3 separate regions of the Rattus norvegicus genome follow, and all the other regions are linked to region 2. Evidence: chromatin contacts called from public Hi-C data. All regions are on one chromosome and are shown on one strand. The core of a region is the stretch at or near the end of the contact, and the rest is flanking DNA. Distances in the headings are between cores, read along the strand shown. Region 1 overlaps LOC103691599 (a long non-coding RNA gene). Region 2 has its middle 2.5 kb from the start of Gatb. Region 3 overlaps LOC103691599 (a long non-coding RNA gene).

Evidence for each region. A called contact is a pair of places that touch in the nucleus more often than the background predicts.
Region 1: a contact with region 2 is called in a Hi-C map of frontal cortex, with 2.7 times the contacts expected there. The contact joins two enhancer-like sites. A contact is called at or near these places in 3 of 12 Hi-C or Micro-C datasets (the A7r5 cell line, Schwann cells and frontal cortex).
Region 3: a contact with region 2 is called in a Hi-C map of frontal cortex, with 2.3 times the contacts expected there. The contact joins two enhancer-like sites.

What each region holds. Positions count from the first base shown.
Region 1 is chr2:173,136,225-173,139,233 of GRCr8, reverse strand. All of the region lies in intron 1 of LOC103691599 (a long non-coding RNA gene), which reads left to right. Among named protein-coding and RNA genes, the nearest start is that of Fdps-ps3, 44 kb to the right of the region's middle. Within about 2 kb of position 1,558, at least 8 of the 93 cell types and tissues checked have an H3K27ac peak or open chromatin away from gene starts, as enhancers often do.
Region 2 is chr2:173,224,586-173,227,505 of GRCr8, reverse strand. No RefSeq gene overlaps it. Among named protein-coding and RNA genes, the nearest start is that of Gatb, 2.5 kb to the left of the region's middle. Within about 2 kb of position 1,550, at least 6 of the 93 cell types and tissues checked have an H3K27ac peak or open chromatin away from gene starts, as enhancers often do.
Region 3 is chr2:173,109,785-173,112,541 of GRCr8, reverse strand. The region is part of intron 1 of LOC103691599 (a long non-coding RNA gene); the gene reads left to right. Among named protein-coding and RNA genes, the nearest start is that of Fdps-ps3, 17 kb to the right of the region's middle. Within about 2 kb of position 1,256, at least 30 of the 93 cell types and tissues checked have an H3K27ac peak or open chromatin away from gene starts, as enhancers often do.

The DNA.
Region 1 (3,009 bases), core at 309-2,808, 88 kb after region 2:
TCCACATTCCTTTCATCCTCTCCTGTCTCCTACTTGCTACCTGACTGAAGGAATGTATGTCTTTCATCCGTCCCACCACATTCTGCCGTGCACTGCCTAGCATGTACAAAACTGAAACCAGGCAAAGGGAGACATGGAAAGACAGGGGTCTTAAAAGAAGAACCTTGTATTTTTCTTATTCCTTATTCCTACTGAGAGCCCCTGTCAGTTGATGCAGGATAATGAAGGTAAGTCTAGTTGACTGACTGCTTTGGGCTTGAGACTTTGACAGGCATTGTCCACTAATGAATGAACTACATGTGATCCCCAAAGTTACATTACAGTACTCAGAACATCTGATAATATTGAATAAAAAATAGTATATTGGAAACAGTTTAGTTTTTCTAATCTTTTATGTATATAATAAATTAAACATGTTCCTTAGAATGAAATATACAAATGAGTTATTTGTTGTGTGTGTGCTGTGTATATATATGTATGTTATGTATGTGTGTGTTGTATAATGTGTATATGTGTACATGTGTATTGTGTATATGCATGAATGCACATATGCGTGTGTGTGTGTGTGTGTGTGTGCGTGTGTGTGTGTATGTGTGTGCACATGCACGGTGCACTGGGGACCAGACTCAAGGCTTTGTTCATACTTGGTGAGTGTTGTCCCACTGAGCCGCATCTCCCAGGACTGTCATTTGAAAAGTCTTAATGGAGGCACATTAGTGTACCTCTTGACATATTAGAAAAGGTGGCCTAACAATGGAGTAACACATCCATTTGCAAGTTGGGTGAGTTTCAATTCTTAGCTTTAAAAATATGAAGGAGGGTGTAACAGTTATCAGGTCTGAGGCAATAAAAATAACTCGTGATGACAGGCCACTTGCTAGCCTGGGGATACAACTCAGAGAGAGTTTGAAGAATGGAGCAGTGTCTCTAACACCGCCATCTGCCTTCCCAATGTATCTACCTATGTATTTATGTGAGTGGGTCCTCCTGGCAATTACATCTTGAAGCAGGGGAAGTAGGAACAGTTGTTTCTGAAGCCAGCTCACTCGAGCGAATACTAACGCCAGTCCAGAAAAGAAGCTTCGTCCCTCTCAACTGGGAATGTGTTGCTAATAAAATTTGACTTTTATGCTTAGCAACCATCAAAAATTATGATGAATTGATGCTTTATTACCAAGAACTCTAACTCAGTTTAAAACCCTGTCGGTGAAATGAAAAAGAATTTAAAAATTCTTCTAGGATTTCTGGACCTCATTAGGCCCCAGTCCTTTGGGATGCTGTGTCTTTCGTCATGAGGAGATGGAGAGGCAGGAGCAGGAGGACTGTGCCTCTTGAAGTTCCTCTTAGGTGAGATTTTAACATGAAGCCTAGCCTCTCTTTGAGTGTGACTTCAAATTCTGGATTGACTCTGGAACCAGCCTTATGTCTTACCCAGAAATAGGCTTCACTGCTATTTTTAGAGCCTCTTTATTTCAGATTTGTCCCTCCTTAAATATGCTTTCCACTTTGAGAACATCTCTGACATGTGGGGTGTGCGAGTTCCCATCGCTACCGCTTTAATCACGATTCTGTCAAAGGAAGTGTGTGTTCATTACTTCATCCAAAGTGTGTGTATGCCAGGCACTGTTCAAGGAGCTAAATTTACCTCTGTGAAGAAAACAGGCTTGGCCGAAGCTTCATGGGGTCTATACCTCATTGGAGATAGAACTTAAGTACAAAAGAGTCATCGCATAGATGCATGACTAAAGACTGTAAGTGCTGCATATGCATAGAACATGCTGATTAACGATAAGAACAGGGGTACTTAATTATCAGTGTCTAGATCGGATCATGTCAACTGAAGTCAGACGTATAAGGAGGAGCCAGCGAGCTAAAATGATGATGCCTGTCCCAGTGAATGGCAACAACAACTGGAAAGACCCAGTACTAAGCATCTGGCTTACTGGGGACCCCAGGGATGAGGATGTAGGATACCTTACTGAAGCATTGAGCATTGGGACGAGCGACACAGAGGAAGGTTAGATTAAAGAGCAAAAGCCCAAGCAGGAATCATGTTAGTGAGTTAAAATTTCAGCCTGGAAATCCAAAAGATTTCTGACAAACTTGATTTATTTCTGAGAGAATTCTGCATCTCTTTGAAGATTGGGTTGGGGATGGAACAAGGTAGAGAGAAGGAGGCCATTTTGGAAATGTACCAGCCAAGGTGGGCTGAGCATCCCGTGTGTCTCTGCAGGTTTAACAGCACAGCTTCCGTTCTCCTGTGGTTTCTGTGGGCACTCTGCTCCACCTCCATTCAAGGGAGGAGCTAGGCTGGTGGATCAGCTGCCCTCGTGAACAAGGACATCAGGATGGCAGGCAAGGGCACATAACTAGCCATGCACTGACTCAAGAAAATCTCCATCTGGAAGCACCGTGGCCAATTCATGTTAGCAGCAGTGGAAAGTGGCCCCTCTAGGCAGGGGTCCTACAGAGAAAGAAAAAAAATACAGGATTGAAGGTGCTGCTATACAGTGTACTTACTACAAGAGGGCGTTCTGCGGGGCTGCGTGAGGCCAGTAAGGAGTGGGAGGTGAAAGATCTGAGGATCATATTGGAGTTACATCTTTTTTGGGGGGGGTGTGACTAACATGAGCTGTTTTGCTAAGATGTCCTTAATAGATTGGGAACTGCATGAAACAAACCATCATGTTCATGGTCACATCTCAAGGGCCACACCGTTTTCCCAAAAGAGTGAGTGGGATCCGGGAAACTTAACCAACGTCCTGTGAATGTAGCATGGCTGGCATTTTCCCCAAAAGGCCTGAACCTGTTATATAAAGAGAGAGAACATTCTTTTTTTGCAAACCCAGAATGGATCCTCACTCAGGTTCTTTGCAGGGCTGAGAGGAAAATTGATTTAAAGTGATTCTCCTTTCTGCTGTGGAACTGCTCCCAGAGCCGGCCTGTCCTGTACTTTCCGGCTCCCTTCTCTCTTAGGTCTTAAATTTCTCCCATTTCTTATCCATTTCA
Region 2 (2,920 bases), core at 301-2,800:
GCTATCTTTGATTTCAATGGATCCTTGTCTGGTATTCACCACAGTATTTCCAGAGCACAGAGTAGGCACCTCAAGAATATTTGAAGCAGTGCAGTGTGGTGGATGTATTTCACAAATGGGGGCTGTGGAGAGGATATGTTCTTTAGAAAAGAAATAACAAATTGGGGTAGTGGTAAAGGGTACAGTAAAACATCTATTTCTGGGAGATGTGTAAGATGAGATCGAGGGACCTGATAGAGAGTTGGGGATTACTTTGGGGCTTCTGACTTATGTGTCTAGTATAAGGTAAAAAGGAGCCAGAAAACGAACCTATTCTCTGTGGAAACTTGTGAATGCTTGGTTGCCTTGGAGATTTCCAAGCGAAGTAATCCAGTGGAAGTCACTGATGCCCAACTATAGAGAAAGAAAAGATACGTACTCTCCATATTTCACACAGATGCATTTCTGTTATCGATCACTAACCTACAGATTAGACAGCTACATCTTATGATTTGTTTCCATTATTATTTACAAGAAGTTATGGTATTATGTAATATGGTCCCTCCATTTGGAAATATAACCTGTAAACTGGCCAGGAGAGATAATTCAGTGGTTAAGAGCACTCTCAACTCTTCCAGAGGACCCAAATTTGTTTCCCGGCGCCCATATCCAGGGAGTCACACCTCTCTGTAACTCCAACTCCAGAAGCTGTGACACCATCTTTGGCTTTCTGCAGATCCCACACACAACAATCCCCAAACATGTCTCTCTCATATATACATATAAAAATAATTTTAGGTAATTGTCATTTACTGTTTCTATTTTTTTTTTTACTTTTTTATCTACCTCCCATGAGTAATCTGGATTGCGGTAGTAGAAATCCTTTCATATAACTAAAGAAAAAGATGAAAGTGCGTGGAACACAGAGGCAAACATTCCAAAATGTATCTCCTAATTTCTTCCATTCATCCTTCCGGTCCTTGATATACTGGCATCTCTCTTCTGTGTCCCCACGTTTTCTATACTAGCTGTAGTTGGGTTTCCTTTTTCTTCTCTCTTAGCTCCTGGAGTGAGTTTCTGGTCAGTAAAATTGCTTGGGAATGCCATGTTGTTTCATCTTTAATAGGGCTACAGAGGAGAAAGACTGCCTTCTACCCCGCCCCTTGAATACAGTTAGGACACACTGCACTACCTCCCAGGGAGTATTAGAAGAGTTTTTTTTTCCCAAGAATGTGAGGACACCCAAAGAATAGCCTACATTTTTGTACAAAGCCAGATCCAATAGAAACCCAGCCTGATTTCTAAAGCATTATACAATCACATTCTCTCCGTCTTCAAAGGCCTCCACCCTGCCACTAGAGGGAGACAAAACCTATGCATGTAAATGGATTTGCTTCTTTGAACGAATGGGAAGCTTCCAGTGTGGTACATTTTATGTCTAATCATGGCCTCTCGAAGGCCTAGGGAAGCTAATGGTGGGAGTAGGGACTTACCATCCCGTTTTCTGACTTTGTTCTCTATCAAAACTATCTCTCATTTCCAGAAATGCCTGTTGATCTCTTGGTGGGGTCTAGGAGAGGCACTGTTTTCCAGTTACCCCTTGCTCTTCAGGGAGGGCAGTTCTAGCTAATCTTCTTTCATAAGACCATTTCTTGCCTTCTTTCTGAATGCCAAATATGTACCCATCAGAACTCTTACTGACAGACAGCTCTCTGGCTGAGAGAGCTATTTTGGATCCACAACAAGGTGGCTGTCATCTGGAAGACACAGAGATTCTCATTTTCCAGGCACTCAGGAGGTAGCAGGACAGAGTTTCTAACCATATTTTTTCAAGGAGCGTGTCTCAGCTCTTTCCTTCCCAATGTTATTCAATCAATTTAAAAAAAAGATATTTGAGCCAGAGCTGATTTTCAGTTATAAATGAGACTGGTTAGGAAATATGTCTTAAATAAGATAGTTTGTTTGGGTTAGTCTTTTTTGCAAGTCTTGAATGGCCAGAGTTGAAATGGCCTGGTTCACCTCTGTATTTGGTATCTATATAAACACATTGCTTTCTGAACACAAATACCGCTCCCCCATCTAGGTTGTGTTTAATTGTGACCCTTCCCATGATCCTTCATTTTGCTAGGGAGGGGTAGGAAAAGGCACTTTGTGCTAAGATTTGTAACTTCTTCAAGCACCATGTGTTACAGTGTAAGGGGAATAATGCAAGTGGCACAAAGTTTCTGCTTTTTAAGAAGAAGCAAACAGTTTTAATTGCAACATTGTAATTTCAAGTAAAATAAAAAGATAGCTTCTGCTGTCATGGCACTGTGTCTCAAAGTCTATTTGAATATATGTGCAAATCTTAAAACCATGCCAACTAATCTTTTTCTTTAATTAACTATGTTTGTCCTGTGGAAACAAAGGCAATGCTTTAAAAATACCTAGCAGATGAATATAGAAAGCATCCACTGTGGTCTCAGGAAGCTGGATGGGTGTTGTCACAGTGTTTCTTAGTAATGCAGAAGTGAGTTTGATCTCTCAGTTGGCTATTATTTTCTACTTGTTTTTTGGCTATGGAAAGAAGCCCAGTGTTGAAATTCCAGCCATGTGGATAGGAAGGGTTGGTAGTGAAGTTAATTCAAATTCCCTATAAAAAGAAAACAAAATTCATTTAAGATGATGGGCATGTGACAAAACTTGACAAGATCATCTGCATGTAGTAAAAACACTGGAACAAAGGTAGTTCATGTCTTTGAAAAGACATTCTTTAAACACAGAGTTTCGTCTTAGAAAAGCCCTACATTTTAAGATCCAGAGACGTGCCACTGGGGGGAAAACAAGAGACTGGGAATACATGCTTGCTGGGCAGTTGGGAGAACAGGATTCATTTCTTTTTATTTTCCCATTAAAGTCTTGCTTCTGATAAAATACTGATGTGGAGGGAACAGTCACTTTC
Region 3 (2,757 bases), core at 7-2,506, 110 kb after region 2:
ATATGCACACATATACACACACTTATTTCTATAGGTGGATATGCATGAATGTGTATCACATGTATACATGTACATGTATATGAGTATAGGTGGATATACAGTCCTTCCCATCCTGGAAACTAAAATGTTTTCATAGCACATGCATGTAAGATGCCACAATACAGCTTTTCAATATTTTTTCTCTCAGAAAGTAGGGAATGGACTGAAGTCGAGGGCTGCTGTAGTTCAGAAGTCAGCTCTTTATCTAAATGTGGCCCTGGGAGTTAGATGGCAGATGGAGGGAATGTGGCAGTTTACAGGGCTTGGTATCAATGATTCCAACGAGCAAAGCCAGACGCATTCTTTTACTCACTCCATTGAGATCATGGCCATATGCTTCTGACTCACAGGGGACCACTAAATCTGGAGGCCACTCCATGATGCCTCCCCATCCTTAGAGTAGCAAGTGGCACTGTGGAATCTGTCATGTGCTTCATCTTGGGCCACTGATGGGGTCTGTGTGAAATGAGATCTGATTTGCCTTGGTTATTCTGGGATGTATATTGGCTGCTCTGCCCACTTCGTCCATTCTGAGGTACTCCCTGATCTCCATCCTTGGAGGCAGCAGCCAATTTGGAGCCTGCAGGTGTACACTCCCACTTCAGGTTACTTTTGCCAACACATATTACCTTATGCTTATTCCAGGTAAGTTTCATCTGCCTGCAGGCTGCACAATCCCCCAAAGTGTTCCGACGCACCTGGAATTTCTTACAAATCTCCTCGGTTTTTATTAGCCACAACAGTTTGGAAGTAGTTGAAACCTCTGGGAAGAGATTAGACAACAATTACTGCCTGTTGTCTGGCCAGGTAACTGAGCCAGCAGGCCTTGCTTGGGGTGGGCAGGATAGCATTTCTATCCGCTGGTCTGTCTTTTGAGTTCTCAGTTCTGGACAGGCACCAGAGAACCCAACCTTGGGATGTATATCTACACAGGGACCTAGAACAGTCTGATTCACAGGTTTTAGAAGATGCTGCCCTGGGATCCAAAGGGAAGTGTGTTATTTAAGGCCCACCCTGTCTGGTCCCCTTGGATATTTCAGAAAGAGGGGGCAGAAAGAGAGCTGAGGGAGGGTAAGGAAGCTTGCAGCACAGATTGCTATGCTGGGTCCTGCAAAATCAGGTGGTTAGACATGGGAGGAGGGAGGACAGAAGCATGACTCTAAGGACTTCTCTGGAGAGGCTGAGAAATCACCATGGCCACGTCCTGGAGGCTGGGAATAAGGACTAGGTAAGGCTGGAAGCCACTGTCCTCATGACCAGGTAAGACATCAAGGACCCATTAGTTCCACGTGCCAAGATGAGGAGATGAAGTGGGCTGCTGCTTGTGGGAAAGCAGCTTCTGTGAGCGTGGCTGGTGTGTGGGCAGCAGCTCAGGCTGAACGGATCCCAGAGTGTACCAGTGAGCTAATCTTGTCAGCCTCAAGCTGTTCCACAGACAGTGGGTGTGAATCCAAACCCATCTTAGATGCTCAGCTCTCTAATGTTTCTTTTAAGAAAATAAAATTTAGAAAAGTTATCGAAGGTACACCAGATCAAAATCATTCTGTTATCCTGGGGCCAGTTACCTGGGAAGGTTGGGCTTGTGAGTTGTGAAAGGCCAAGTGTGCAGATGTTAGACATGATGGGATGCGGTCTGTGTATGGGGGTGGATGTCTCTTCTCTGTCAGCTATGTCCCTGGATAAGCGCCTTTCTCTTTCTGCCTCAAGGACACTGTGTATTTCTGTTCCATGGTTAGAAGCAGAAGTCAGTGGCATCCAGCCTCCAGTCTTGGACTGGACAATGGTCTCTTCTGTTGTCTCTGCTTCCATGGTCAGCTGACTGTGCCTGCCTAAACAGTGCACATATAGAAACTAAATCCTGAGGAAGGAGAAACCCTATGAGAATGGTAAACTCCCGACCCCATCCCCTGACTTCTAATTAATCCCTATGTAGAGAAAATACCTTATGTCTGTGTGGATGTGGCACCTGTCAGTAATAAATTCGATGACCTATAGTTTAGGCAGGATATAGGAGGTGGGACATCTGGGAGGCAGAAAGGATTCTGGGATAGTGCCAGGTGGGAGATTCACTGAGGAAGATATGGCAAGACAGATACCTGGTGCCTGAGCACAGGCAACCAGCCATGTGGCAAAATGTAGATTAGCCTAAGTGGGTTACTTTAAGTTAGGACCAAGTTAGAGAAGAGCCTAGCTATATGGCAAAGGTATTGTAAATATATTTTGAGTCTGAGTCTTATTTCTGGGAGCATGGGAATGGGAGGAAGAACAGCCTAACTTCCATATTCCTACTCTGCCAGCATCTCTCTGTCCTTCCTCGTCCATGGCTGCAGGGAAGACCTGACATTGAAGATGAGAAATGAAAACTACCATCCTGGGGGATTACATGGAATTATAGTCTGGTTGACCTTGGGTCTGGGTCAAGCAGAAGGGGATCCAGAAGGGAATGTCAAGCCACACTTGAAAAGAGAAATCAGGCCACACTGATTCATGGCTGTATCTACAACCCCTTTAAGTAGTGAGTGGCTATTTCAGTTTGTAACAAAGCATCACAGATCACACGGCTTAAACATTAGGTACTTACTCATAATCCTGAAGGCTCAAAGTGGCAGTGCTAGTGTGGGCAGGACTGCTGTCTCCTGAGGACTGTAAGGAGAAATCTGTTTGAGGCCTTTCTTGTTGGCTTGTAGGTGACTGTTTTCTGGAGTCTTCACATGGACT